2 separate regions of the Mus musculus genome follow, and region 1 is linked to region 2. The links are chromatin contacts, called in public HiChIP or PLAC-seq maps. All regions are on one chromosome and are shown on one strand. Each heading gives the region's core, a stretch centred on a gene start, on an enhancer-like site or on the middle of the called end of the contact. The rest is flanking DNA. Distances are from core to core; before and after follow the strand shown.

What was found. HiChIP or PLAC-seq counts read pairs in DNA pulled down with a chosen protein or histone mark.
Region 1: an H3K27ac HiChIP or PLAC-seq map of microglia shows a contact between it and region 2, with 4 times the contacts expected there. The contact joins two enhancer-like sites. A contact is called at or near these places in 1 of 484 Hi-C or Micro-C datasets (liver) and 2 of 115 datasets of contacts at active chromatin or transcription factors (double positive thymocytes and microglia).

The regions. Positions count from the first base shown.
Region 1 is chr9:64,997,109-65,004,439 of GRCm38.p6, forward strand. It overlaps Hacd3 (3-hydroxyacyl-CoA dehydratase 3), which reads right to left. Exons shown (of 11, transcript NM_021345.2): 5 at 7,149-7,200; 6 at 3,873-3,983; 7 at 1,087-1,214. Among named protein-coding and RNA genes, the nearest start is that of Hacd3, 21 kb to the right of the region's middle. Within about 2 kb of position 4,368, at least 19 of the 459 cell types and tissues checked have an H3K27ac peak or open chromatin away from gene starts, as enhancers often do. A contact at or near this core is called in microglia, where this site is marked.
Region 2 is chr9:64,773,075-64,780,331 of GRCm38.p6, forward strand. Gm36365 (a long non-coding RNA gene) reads left to right here. Exons shown (of 3, transcript XR_379558.3): 2 at 3,873-3,978; 3 at 5,622-6,288. Among named protein-coding and RNA genes, the nearest start is that of Gm36365, 5.3 kb to the left of the region's middle. Within about 2 kb of position 1,982, at least 7 of the 459 cell types and tissues checked have an H3K27ac peak or open chromatin away from gene starts, as enhancers often do. A contact at or near this core is called in microglia, where this site is marked.

The DNA.
Region 1 (7,331 bases), core at 3,118-5,617, 230 kb after region 2:
ACCCTGAATTCATTTTTTTTCTTTTCTTCTTTTTCTTTCTTTCTTTTTTTTTTTTTTTTTTTTTTTTTTTTGGTTTTTTTCAAGACAGGGATTCTCTGTGTAGCCCTGGCTGTCCTGGAACTCACTCTGTAGACCAGGCTGGCCTCGAACTCAGAGATCCGCCTGCCTCTGCCTCCCGAGTGCTGGGATTAAAGGTGTGCGCCACCATGCCCGGCTAACCCTGAATCCTTACTTATCATGGTTCTTCACATACAGGATATTTACTGTATCATACACTACCCCTGTTACATTTAAATGGACAGCCTCTTCCTAAAGGAAGAAAAACCCATAAATAATAAAGTCTGTTGCATTAACTAATACCTCTTACCATACAGCTGACACTGTGAGAATGCACGCTGAGAGTGGACAAGCATGGTGCACATAAAATCAGTACTGAGATGTGACCAGCACTCACTTGCCTGCCTGCCTGCCTGCCTCTGCGGATGGGCAGTGTGCTCTTCACACTATGTGATCTGCTAAGAAGCAGGCCAAGGACAATAACTGACTGAGGTAGCATAGAGGTATTGGAGGGAACAAAAACCATTTCTAGTTGCTAAACTTTAGCAGCTAAAGCCACCTAATCAAACCAAGAGACAGGCTTCTCTGCTTTTACCTGAAAATCAAAATTCCCTACATAAGAAGCTCTTTATAATTTTATCATTTCACGAAAATGTCATAAACAACAAAACAGGCCAGCAATGTGAAAATATGCTTTGGGAAATAGCAGTGCTTTAAAATGTTTCCTTCAAGGCCAGGCACGGTGGTGCACGGCTTTAGTCCCAGCACTTGTGAGGAAGGAGGACCTCTGTTTGAGGATAGACTGATCTACAGAGCAAATTTTACGACATCCAGGACTAGAGAGACCCTAACTCATTAAAAAAAGAAAAAAAGAAAAACCTCCCTACATGCTGAAATGAAATAGTGTTAGCCTATGCAAATAAGTATGTTTAATAACTGGAACATGGCACATTATGACCATCCACCAGATGACCTATTCACCATGCTGAAATCTTTCATTCCTTGTTCCCACACATAACTCTTCCATACCTGGATGAGAGCAGGTAGCACCGGGGTACTTGTGACCCCAATCGCAGCATTGAGGGTTTCCACTAGTGCCAGCATCTGGCAGAAATACATCATGTCAGCCACATTGTGGAACGTGTCATAGAAGGACTCTAGGGCACAAGCATACAGGATGGTCAGGCCACATGATCTAGCAGGGGCAGCTTCTCCACACCTTACAGGAAAAGAACTTGAGGAAGAAAATAGACACGGAGTCAGGTTCACATTCCTACCCTAGGCCAGGACAGGCTTCAGAACTCCCAGGATGAACTCCCTTATGTCCAGACAAAAACCCTCTGTCCCTTTCTCCTGGTTAAAAAATTAAAAAAGCCACCCCCAGCTTTCATTGTTACTATCTGTTGAAAAGAACAATCTGTGTACAAGACAAAACGGTAACTCTTTTCAGATCAATTACCTCTTCGAAGTTAAAGCTAAATCTATCATGTGAGCAATCAAAAATTCAATTACATAGAGATAAAAGTATTCAATAAAATGAGATTGCAGGAAGGCTGTAGAAATGGCTCAGCAGTGAGATGCACACATTTCTCTGAAAGAGAACCTGAGTTTGGTGCCCAGCACCCGTATGTATCAGGCAGCTCACAAACACCTATAACTCCAACTTCCGCAGACCCAGCTCCCTCTCTGGCCTCCAAGGGCACCTAGCATTCATTTGCACATACAAATAAATGCACACACACTTTTAAAACTTAAATCTTTTTAAAAGTTCATCATTACTACTGCTACTACTACTATTTTTTACTGTGTCTGGTGGTTTAGCCTGCATGTATGTCTATGCACCACTTGTATGCTTGCTGCCATGGAGTGGACACCTGGACTTACAGACATTTGTACCATGTGGCTGCTGGGAATCAAACCCAAGTCCTCTGAGGAGCAATCAGTAAGTGTTCTTACCACTGAGTCATTTCTCCAGCCCCTAATAATAAAATCCTTAAAATTAGATTTCAAAATCCTTAACAGTGTTCATACCTTCAGCACTAATAATTCTTAGAATTCTGAGAAGCTATCCTAACTAAAAAGAGATAACAATTTTTCAAGGCCTTATTAATAATACAAGGTTGTCCTCTGAAATATTTCTCTTTTTTTTTTTTGGTTTTATGAGACAGGGTTTCTCTGTGTAGCCCTGGCTGTCCTGGAACTCACTCTGTGTAGATCAGGCTGGCCTCAAACTCAGAAATCCGCCTGCCTCTGCCCCCCCAACAACAAAAAAGAAAACAAAGGGGCTGGAGAGATGGCTCAGCGGTTAAGAGCACTAACTGCTCTTCCAGAGGTCCTAAGTTTAATTCCCAGCAACCACATGGTGGCTCACAACCATCTGTAATGGGATCCAATGCCCTCTTCTGCTGTGTCTGAAGACAGCAATGATATACTCACATACATGAAATAAAATAAACCTTTAAAAAAAAGAAAACAAAGAAAAAAGAAAGCCACTGGCAGCTACAATCATTATCCATGTATTTGTAATCTAAATCCTCAGTTTAACAGGGTCCATAGAAAAAATAAATTACAGTTGAAAATTGATCACCAATTAGCCAACAGGCCTGTTTCACTTGATAGCTTTTGGACTAGATCACTTTATAGCCTTAATGTCTTAAACTGCTTAATGCATTTAGCATGTCTGTCTGTGTGTGTGTGTATGTGTGTGTGTGGCTGCACACACACCATGGTATGCATGTGGTTGTTAATGGACAATTTGGGGCATTGTTTCTCTCCTACAACCATGTGGGTGGTGGAGCTAGTTTTGGGGCTTGGCAGCAAGCACCCTTACCTTCTGAGCCATCTTGCCATCCCTACAGCCAGCAGTCTTATGAAAAAACACTCAGCATCCACCTACCATCTTAGGTTGAACAAGGTGAGCATTTACTTATCTGAAGGTCCCTGTTTTCCTTCCAGGATGAGAATGCCATAGTAATCCGAGAGTAGCTGCACCTGAGACTTCTCCATTCTCTCCTGTGGTCACATGGAGGCTGCTGGTCACAGGTTGACTATAAGCCCTAGGCATGTGGTCCTAGCTGCCACTGTGCTACCCAAAGTCCAATGTCAGGGGTATAAACAAGTCACAGTTCCTCCCCTTTCAACAGACCCCCCACACACACACACACCCCCAGCTAACCGGCTCCACAGCCGAAAACTGCAGGTGGAAAATGCAGAGTCAGACAGTAGGATACTCTACAAGAGTTCATGTCTCTTTTCAAACAGTTTACATTTTCTATTATAATCTTATTTTCTCCATACCTATTTTGCAAAAGAAACGGTACTGTTAATTGACCTACATTCAGACCACTGGAAAACTGTATTCTCTCTAATCTTTTTGAGAGTGCTCATTTGCAAACTGCTATGATCAAACAAAGAAAAGCAAGTTAGACATTAATTATAGCCTCATAAGCGTTGTTTATGCTACTGTTGACTCTTTCTCTATGCTCCACAACACTACACTAGTGAATATTCCACAGAAATTTCTTACTGATGAAGACACATGAGAAGTTTGTAACTTAATGCCACATGTCACATCTGCAGAAACTTCACCTATAGTTCTTGTTTCCTTAAAACACATCCGCAGAAGTGAAACCTCTAGGCCTGCTCCGGTCAGCATGTTCCTCCAGGAACTGACATAGGGAAAGGCAGGTAAGGCAGGAAAGGCAGGAAGGGCAGGAAGGGCAGGAAGGGCAGGAAGGGCAGGAAGGGCAGGTGCCTATTCACGTCCAAGGCAGAGAGAGCCACCTCAGCTGAGGTAGATGAAATGTCATACTTACCTTTTCCTAAAATAAAGAACCGCACTGTGAGGTTGACAAAGATCCAGGAGAACCCCAGGAGCTGCACAAGGTTGTACATGAACAGGTACCCTTTCTTCAAGTTTGTAAGAGCTGCAAAGCAAAGCAGAGCCGGGCCGTGAGCTCCTGAACACAACTCCGGAGGGAAGCCCTGGTGCCCCGTGTCGTGTACTCACCAGCTTCCTTTCATAGCCCTGCCTAGCTCAGGAGAAAAACTCCACCCCTCGAAACAGATAGAGGGAACTATGTCTCCCTTCAGCTTTTGTCCTAGTTAACATAATTCCTCTCCTCTGGGGTTTGGAGCATTGAGGGGATTATTTTTGGTTTTGTTTTGTTTCTTTAAGATCATGCAGGTCAAACTAGCTCACATAATAGGAAGAATAAATGAAAAAAACAAAAGCAATTCTAACATGTGGTCGTATAGACACATAGGCAGTCCTGTCTGCGAAGGGCAAAATGGGAACACAAAGGCAGTGAGAGCACAGCACCGCCTCCAAGGAGCTGATGACGGGCTGGAAAGCCACAGCACAAGCCAGAAGGAGACAGAGAATGTCCTCTGAAAAAAAGACATTAGCCTGGGAAACAGGCAGTCTATGTGGCTAAGCCAGGATCTGAGCTGCGCCTCTAGACATGGGCAGGATGAGGACACAGCCAGAGGCAGAAGAGGGAACAAGCACTCTGTCCACAGAACGAGCTTGGCCTTACAGGCCCCTCCCTCACAAGACAGGGGAAAAGAAAGGACAAAAAGGACAGTCTCTGGCAGAGACTCCAGGCCAACTGTGTCACCAATACTCTCATCAACACTTTACTGATGCCCAGACCACAACAGTATGGTCAAAATAAAACCAGCCCATCTCATAGGGCCAAAAGACACCACATGTAACACACTTAGTCAAACTTCTTCATAATGCAAAATGTACACTTCCTTCCCCATCATGAAGAACCCTAGCATCAGGAAACCATGAATTTATTTAAAAAAAAATCCATGTTTTAAGTTTTTGGTTGTTTTTTTTTTAATTTATCAAGTTTAAAACACTAAAAAGTTAATGTAAATATCAAAGGTAGCCTTTAAAAACACAACTTTATTACTGGGCCAGTCATGTTGGTGCCCAGCACTCTGGAGGCAGAGGCAGGGGGATATCTGTGAGTCTGAAGCCAGCCTGGTCTATGTAGTAAGTTCCAGGCCAGCCAGACCTTGTCGCAAAAGTTTAAAACACAGCAAACGCTAATCACCATCATCATCATCACCATCCCCCCTCACCACCATCATCACTCCCACCATCATCATCACCACATCCCCCCTCACCACCATCATCATCACCATCCCCCCTCACCATCATCATCACCACCATCCCCCCTCACCACCATCATCATCACATCTCCCCTCACCATCATCATCACCACCATCCCCCCTCACCACCATCATCATCACCACCCCCCTCATCATCATCATCACCACCATCCCCCCTCACCAGCATCATCATCACCACCCCCATCATCATCACCACCCCCCTCACCATCATCATCATCACCATCCCCCCTCACCACCACCATCACCATCCCTCCCCACCATCACCATCATCATCATCATCACTATTGTTGTTGTGAGGGGGCAGGCTCATGTGCTGTGGCTCAGTGTGGAGGTCACATGTCTGTGACATCAGTCCTGTGATGTCCGTGCTCTCCTTTCACTTTTGTGTGGCTTCTACAGACTCACATAAAGTTTGTGCAGGCAACTGTCTTCATTGAGGTGGCTCCCTGCGTTGGTCTTTGCCTCCACTAGTCCTCTTTAGAGACTAAGTTTTTATCTTTTAAGATGATTTTTTTAAATCTGTCATCACTCAAGCTTTTTTTGTTTTTGTTTTTTTCGAGACAGGGTTTCTCTGTGTAGCCCTGGCTGTCCTGGAACTCACTTTGTAGACCAGGCTGGCCTCGAACTCAGAAATCCGCCTGCCTCTGTCTCCCGAGTGCTGGGATCAAAGGCGTGTGCCACCACGCCCGCACTCAAGCTTTTTTTAAACTCACTTAAAACACAACACACACACACACACACTCAGAATCTTAAATGTGTAAAACACAAGATCTATGTCAATTAAAGTGGAGATCTACCCCTCCAAAGAATTTCTGGGAACTCTTGAGGTACCAGAGAACACGATTTGGAAACCACTTCTCTAAAGCTACCTCCATCCTTCCTTCAGGCATGTCAATGCTGCCCTGCAAAGCTTTGATTCAGCACACACCTCACTCGTCCTTCTGCAGTCCACACGTGAATCTCCTGAGACCTGCACGAGCCTGCCGCTGGAGCGTCAGTTTTTCAGGTGCCCACACTTAACTCATCCGGCTCCACACCTAGAGTTACTCTAGTGCTTCCCAGGCCGTGTGTGTAACAGGCAGCTGCTGGACTTAGGCACCATCACCACGAACGTTATATAGTCACTTACAGACCTTCTTTCTAATAAACATTTGGTTAGATAAAATGATTTTTTTTTTCTAAAATTCTGAGATCTGGGTGGGGTGGCACACACCTTTAATCCCAGCACGCAGGAGGCAGAGGCAGGCCAATTTCTGCATGTTCTAAGCCAGCCTGGTAGACATATTGAATTCCAGGCCAGCCAAGAAACCTTATCTCAAAATAAAATAAAATAAAATAAAATAAAATAAAATAAAATAAAATAAAATAAAATAAAATAAAATGAAAACTCTGAATGGGGTTAAAGAGCCAGCTCAGTGGCCAAGACCACTTGATACTCTTGTAGAGGCCCTTGGTTTGGTTCCCAGCACCCGCATGGCAGATAGCAACTGGTAGTAACTTGTTTCAGGAACTACAACACTGTCTTCTGGTCTCCTGGACTCCACAGGCACACGGTACAGACATACATGGAGACACTTTCCACCTTAAGAACTGATAACCAAAGGCATCCTTGCCACGGCCCTTCAGACATCAAGTGAGAGAAGATGCCAGGCTAAAGGGGTGTGGCCTTAGTCCACGCCCATTTCCACTGCCTACACAAGGTGAGTGCTGTCTGCCCTTAGTCTGTGCATAAGACAAGGTTCTCTTCTGCTGCATTAGCCCTGGTTTACTCAGACAAGGCTAGTCCCAAATAGAAAGAAAAGGCAAGGCTTTAGAGTGGTGTTCATAGCTTCAAACTAAACATAAACTCACCCAAGCTTGCATCAGGGTGAAAGTCCCCACTCTCCCCCAACACCGCATCTACCCAGCCCATCACCAGTTGACTCATAACCACCTTAGCCACTTACTTTCAGGGGAGCCTTCCCTTTCTAGTCTGAGTTTATTTAGGCGTTCTTCCTCCTAGAATTTAGACAGAAAATTTTCAAGAATACAAGTTAGAATTCCCAGGTGCTGGGAGCATGACCTGACCCCTCAGGCTGCCCCTTCCCACCATGTTCATCAGCGCTCTACGGAGAGACTGTTGCAGATCA
Region 2 (7,257 bases), core at 732-3,231:
AATGAATGAAGACTTGTCTCCAGGAAGAGATTTCACATGGTTCTGACACCTTACGGAAGAGATGGGAGCTGAGACAATGGTGGGTCAATGACAGGGGGAGCACATCGTGATCAGGATTACTCAGGGATGCACACCTCTGCTCTTCTATTTAAACTCATGTCAGGATCCCAAAGATGGACTTGGAGGTCAATAGATGGCTTTAATAGTTCCTCTTCCCCAGAAGGCCACTTTTGAATAAGTGTCTCCGACTTTCACCACTGCCTTATGATTTGGACGACTGTGGGTGAGTGGCCCAGTGTAGCTCCTTAGCGCTGCTGAAGCCTGGGCTCTGATTCTAACACCTCTAGTGACATGCCGAGGCCTAGTCACCAACGTTGCAGTGTTGACAGGTGAAGGGCCATTTAGAGGTGACAGAGGAAAGCCGTGAATTCTAACGCTAGTAGGACTGGGTTAGTGATAGCAAGAACAAGCTAGTGTCAGGCTGCCTCTATCCCTGCCCTCTACTTCCTAGGTGCGCACTAGACACTCTTACACATGTTTGCTTCCTGATGTCCCTGCTGCCTGCTGCATCAATTTATGACACAAAAAGAGACCCTCACCAAAGGCAGCAACCCAATCTTGAACTTCCTTGTCTCTAAAACTATGAGCTAAATCAATCCATTTGCTTAATAAATGGCACAGTCGCTGGTATTCTGTTATAGTGATGGAAAACAAAGTAACACAGCCATTCTTCCCCATAAGTGCTTTTTTTACACGGGAAGTGTTACTTGGGGACCTATCGGGCTTTGGCTATTATTTCCAACATCTAGACAGCAAACTACCTACCCCACTAACAGTTGTACCTGCTCTACTTTCCTTTTTCCTTTCTCTCTCTCTCTCTCTCTCTCTCTCTCTCTCTCTCTCTCTCTCTCTTTCTTTCTTTCTTGATGGATGTTCAATTTCTTCACAAGCTTTGTTTTATTTTATTTTTTAGATATTTATTTACTTTTTATTCATAAGAATACACTGCAGCTGTCTTCGGACACGCACTAGAAGAAGAGTGTATCGCCACCATGTGGTTGCTGGGAATTGAACTCAAGACTTCAGGAAGAGCAGTCAGTGCTCTTAACCACCGAGACATCCCTCCAGCCCTGCACCACTTTTCTGACCACATTTCCCCAGCTCTGTGTATAATTTAGGTAGATTGTCTTCAGAAACTCACAAGAGACTCTGAAGTAGTTTGGGTGCTCTCCCCCTTCTTTTTGCAATGCCCCACTTTGCTAATGTCAGTTTGATTTTAAAATATTGCCTTTGGATGCCCCATCTTCGGTTTAAATCGTTTAGCGTTTCTTCAACTTGTCCTTCCCAGGGAGAGACTGTGGCCTTGCTCCAAACTACACTCTGCCTCATCCTCTATGTTTCCCCATTTGCTTTGGTTCCTATAGCTGGAGCCAACACTCTCCAGACTGCTGTGTGTGCAGCCTGCTGGAAAGAAAACAGAAGCGGGTTCCTGCTGCTCCAGTCACGGGGCTGAGGACTCAGAAACCCCTCAGAGGAGCAGCTGGTGAAAAATGACAGGCCACCCTGGGGCTCCCAGTTCCACCCTAGAGGGACACAAAGGGCACTGGAAAACTGTGCGTCTGGTTTCTCAGGGGCCTGACACTTTGCTCTGTTGTCCCAGTGACTCACGTGATTTTCCAGGCCTTCAAACTGGGTCAACAGCTTTGTTTGTCCCTATGGCTCCGCTGGGAGGCCACTCTGGGAAAAGTGGCTGAATGGGGATGTTTGGCCAGGTGATTCTACTGGCTTTTAGCCCCAGGGATGATTATTGATATTCAGGCCAGGAGTAAGGAGAATTAAACACTTCGTCCAGTTAAATCGACAAATGTTGTGTCCCTATTTGACAAATGTTATGTCCCTATTTAAGTGTTAACAATGCTGCTACACAGTGGCCCTCCACATAACCAAACAGAGAACTTGAGAGAGCCCTACATGAAGAGATCCACTCTATGCAAATAAGAAAAATGGCAAAATGGATGGGGGCTGGGTGGTATGGGATGGCTCAGTCAGTCAATTGCTTGCTGCTCAAGCCTAAGGGCTTAATTAAGTTCAGACCCCCCAAAAGCCACATAAAAATGCTGGGCCAGGCAGCACACAGCTGCTATCCCAGTGCTGGGGAGGTAGGGGCACAGTGACACTGGGGGGTTGACAGTCAGCTAGTTTAACTGAATCAGGGAGCTACAGGTTCAATAAGAGACTCCATCTCAAAAGTTAAGTTGGAGAGAAACAGAGGAAGGGACTTACTGTTAACCCCTGTCCTTGAGTGTCACCCAACCTAGCATGCACGACTTCTTGCATGACTCTTGGAACTTCAGAAACAAAACCAGCAAGCTTGTGTTCACCGTCTAAGTCAGAGACACTCCCATGAGTCTGTGAGTGGGATCTGACAATTTCTTCATTGATTGAGTAGAAGGGTGAGCCTGGGTCAGTATTCCTCAAATTTGAGAAGTCAGGGACCCAAGAACACATTTGAAGAACTTGATTTTCACATGTTAGACCCACAACCTTCCTGTAGCAGTGTTCTTCCTAGTGGACAGGAAGGAAAACCCAATCGGATGTGCATCAACAGATGTGCGGATTGGCAGTGAAAGGCAATGGGGAAATCACTCAGCCATTTAAAAAAATGAACTAAGGGTGGGGAGTTAAGACGACTCAGCAGTCAAGAGTGTATACTGCTTCTGCAGAGGACCCAAGTTGGTTCCCACCACACATAACGGGTAGCTCACAACTGCCTGTAACTCCAATTTTGGAGATCTGACACCCTCTTCTGATATCCACAGGCACCTGCATACATGCGAGAAACAAACACACACACATGCACACACACGTCAAAATAAATTAAAGGAATGCTGATGTTACAATTTGGATGTATCTTGGAACTGTTTTAAATGAAGGAAACCAGACATAGCTTATCTTGAGAATCCATTTGAATGGAATGTTCAGAGTGGTCTAACCCAAAGGGATAGAAAGTAGACTAGCGATTTCCAGGGGCTAGAGAGGAAACGGAATAAAGATTGTTAATGGATATGAGGAGGTTTTCAGTGGTGGGGGTGGGGTTGGGGGTGGGGTTGGGGGTGGGGTGAAAATGTTCTGTAATTATATAGTGGTGAGGACTGCACAAGCTCATGCCAATACTCAAAATAGGATAAATACTCAGAGGATAAATTTTTATAACATGTGAGTTATATCTCAGTAAAAAAAAATCACTTATAATTTTAGTTGATCTCTATTTTGAGAATTACTTCCCAGGGAGGGGGTACACAACATCTACCCCCCTTCTCATAAAATGCCAATGGCAAAGCAAAGTTCAATTCTACCAAAGTTCATCTTGGGGGACCAATGAGTTTCGGGAGCCCGTTTATAGAGCCTGTGTGAGGGGCAACTGACAGGAGTGTGGCGACTCCTGAGCAGCTGCTTTGAAAAGTCTTTACCGAGCATGGATGATGGTTTCTTCCTAGCCAGCCAGGCAGAGGCCCTTCCATTAAAATTCCCCAGCCCTCCAAGGCTTCAGCCATGTGCAATTGAACAGAGTGGCAGACAAATGGCTGGGAGGTGTGGTTGAAATCTCAGGTAAGAATACAGTACCCTGCATATGTATCAAAAGATGGCCTAGTCGGCCATCACTGGAAAGAGAGGCCCTTTGGACTTGCAAACTTTATATGCCCCAGTACAGGGGAATGCCAGGGCCAAAAAGTGGGAGTGGGTGGGTAGGGGATTGGGGGGGAGGGTATGGGGGACTTTCGGGATAGCGTTGGAAATGTAAATGAGGAAAAAACCTAATAAAAATATTTTTAAAAAAAGAATACAGTATCTTCCCCTCCTCCTCCTCATAGAAGGGAATGAGAATAAGCCTGGAGCTCCTTGCAAGCAGGCAGAGTTGCTCTGATGAAGCTGGCAGCTGCGTTTGCTCAGGGGTCTGAGCCCTACAACAATCTCCAAGTACGTGGGCCTGTTTTCTGGTTTGGTTTTGTTTTGTTGATAGATTCTCACGAATCCCGGGCTGGTTTCAAACTCAGTCTGTAGCCAGAGATAACCCTGAACAATAATCCTGCTTCCCTCTCCCTAGTACAAGCGTCACAGGCCTGCACTGCCGTGCTCAGTATGCAGGATTGGGAATGGAAGCAGGGCTCTGTGCATGCTAGCTAGGCAAGCACTCCACCAACTGAGCTCTGTCCCCAGCCCCCAGGATGTCTTAGTTGGAAGCAGTGCAATCTTATTTCAAGATCCACGCATGAATGGGCTGGTGGTGTGGCTCAGTGGTAGCACACATGCTTAACGTCATACACAAGGTCCCAGTTTAGTCTTCAGTGTTACACATATACACATGCATGAGGTGGCTAGCCAAGTCATCCAGAAGATGTTAGCTGCACATGACCACAGAGGAAACCTGAAATCACAAATGCCTGTAGATAACCCCTAGACCCGAGAACCCATCCATGGGATGCTTAGGAGTCTATGACTCCCGGTCTGAGAAACACTGGCTCATGGTGTGTTGGCTTTGCTCCATGTGAGTGATGAGGGAGGGCCTTTTCCTAAAGTGCTTTCCAAAAACAAAGCCTGGCCAAAGACAACTTGGGATTATGAGTCCTTTGGCAAAGCCTGGGGAATGTAAGCATAATGTTCTATCTATGCTCTGGGTTCCAGGCTGAGCATGTGATCTGTAAGGCTAGGACTACAGGAGTCCATCACGAGATGAACGTGGAGGGTGGGCCTAGTTCACTTAACATGGAAGCTCCTCTGAGGAAGGCCTCCTTCCAGAGCCTCACTTAGGTCAAGTAGTAACCACTCTGACATAGACATGATCCCATGAAGGGTCCCTGATCATGGAGTTAAGACTGTGGCTGCTAAGTTGAAACAAAAGAAGAGGATCTAGAGTAGTGGTTCTAAACCTGTGGATCGAGAGCCCCTGGAGGGTCAAACAGCGTTTTCACAGGGGTCACCAAAGACTATTGGAAAACACAGGTATTTACATTACAATCCATAACTGCAGCAAAATTATAAGTAGCAATGAAAACAAATTTTTGATTGGGGCTTACTACAACATGAAGAACTATATTATAGGATTATATTACACATCACTAGGGAAGTTGAGAGCCATTGATTTACAGAGAAGGCTCAGCAGTTAAGAGTGCATGCTGCTCTTTTAGAGGAATAGAGTTCAGTTCCCAATACCCACATTGGGCAGCTCAAAACCTCCAGTAACTCCAGCTGCAAGGGTTTTGATGCCCCCTCCTCCGGCCCCTGAGGGTACTGCACTCAAAACACACCACCCACACCCACACCCACACCCACTATATATATATGAAATAAATTTTTAGAAGCAAAACAAAATAGATGAAGGCCAATGGCTTTCCTACATGGTCTGTTTGTCTGTTTGGACATGGCAAAAGCCAAGCCATGTAGGGGATGGGTCATAGTGAATCATTATTTACCTAAAAGGCAATTCTCTATCCTGTGCTCTTTTGCTTCCTCATATAGAAGAAAGGTGAGAAACCATCCTGCTTCTTGGGATAGCTAGCTTCTCAGTCAGTTCAACTCATCAAACTTAAAAAATATATATTTATTTTCTTTTATGTACATAGTTGTTTGACCTACATGTCTATCTGTGCACCGCCCGCACTGAGTGCCGACACCGACAGAAGCCAGCAGAGGATGTCCGTTACCCTGGACTGGAGTTACAGTTGTGAGCTGCCATGTAGGTGCTAGAAATGGAACCCTAAGTCCTCTGCAAGAGCAGTCACTGCTTTCTACTGAGCCAATTCTCCAGCTCCCTATTCATCAAACGTTTACCAAGCACCTAGTCCTTATGTATTGGACACAGAGTCAGTTTTGGGGGAGAGTGCTGTGACCTCTTCCCTTGGGGAGCTCCAACCTATAAGGAAATACTATTATTGTATTTCCCTATTATTTTATTGTTTTTTAAAATGTGCATGTATCTGTATATTCCACATATGTGCGGGTGCAGGTGTGTATGTTTCTGTGTGTACATGTCACATGTGTGCAGGTGCCCGTGAAGTTCAGAACAGGGCATTAGATCTCTAGAGCTGAATACGGCAGCTGTGAGCCACCCGATGTGGGTGCGAGGAACAGAGCTCTGATGTAATGCAAGAACCATAAGCGCTTCCCGCTGATCACTATCTCCAGCTTTGTTGTGTTTATTGTACAGAAAAGAGGTGCAGTGTTGAAAGGTCTTTGAAAGCTATGGAGTGCTGTGAAATATAATAAACAATGTGTCTTACGCTTATCTAATGTGGCTCAGCGGTTGGTCTGATCCTGTCTTTGAGTAAATTCTCTAACAACAGCCCATTTGGAATCTTGGGATGTATCACAGTTGGCAGAGTGCTTGTCTAGTGAGCAGGAAGCCCTGTGTTCCATACCTAGCACCATACAAACTGACCATGGTCACACATCCTTGTCATCTCAGCACTCAGGGGACAGAGGCAAGAGAATTACAAGTTCAAAGTCACATTTAGCTAGTTTGAGAGCAACCTGGGATACAAAATACCCTGGCACACCAGGAAGTACATAATTACTTTTGTCAAATTAAACATTGGGGTGGTCAGTATTTACCTGGATAGTAACTGAATATTTTTCAGAAATGCATTTCATGTTGTGACCACTAGGTGTCTCGTTATTTTACAAGAAAATGGGAAAGCCTGGTGTTTGCACTTGGGTTGCTAGCCACCTGCTGTGAACACATTTGCCTCAGATAAAAATCTTAACCCTGTTCTAGCAAACATGGGTGCTAGCGGATGCTACTCATTTGAGACGTAGAAGATATCGCTGTGGATCATCTCTCCTGTTCATATCCCGCGCACCTACAAACTGTTCTCCTGAGAACCGGAAGGAAGAAGACAGCATCAGTTTGCCAATATTCAAATGCTAAGACCTTGATGGGAGCAGTGGTGCATCACTCCTGGTGTCCTGAGACAGGGTTTATCTGTGGTCTGAATATGAGCTGACACCCTAAGCCATGCTATGCTGTCTCTCTGCACCTAGTCACAACAGGACCATCTCCTGCGCACAGACGTCACTCAGAGGAGTCTCTTTCACAAATCTTTTCTTTCACTGTGAACTTCGGGTTTGTAAACGATACATACGTACATACGTGTGAACATTTTCACCAATGTCATAGATGGCTTTAGACGATCTGTGGAAGAACTCTTTGCCTATAAGGGACATCAGACAGGCAGACACTAGAACAGAGAGGAAACTAGA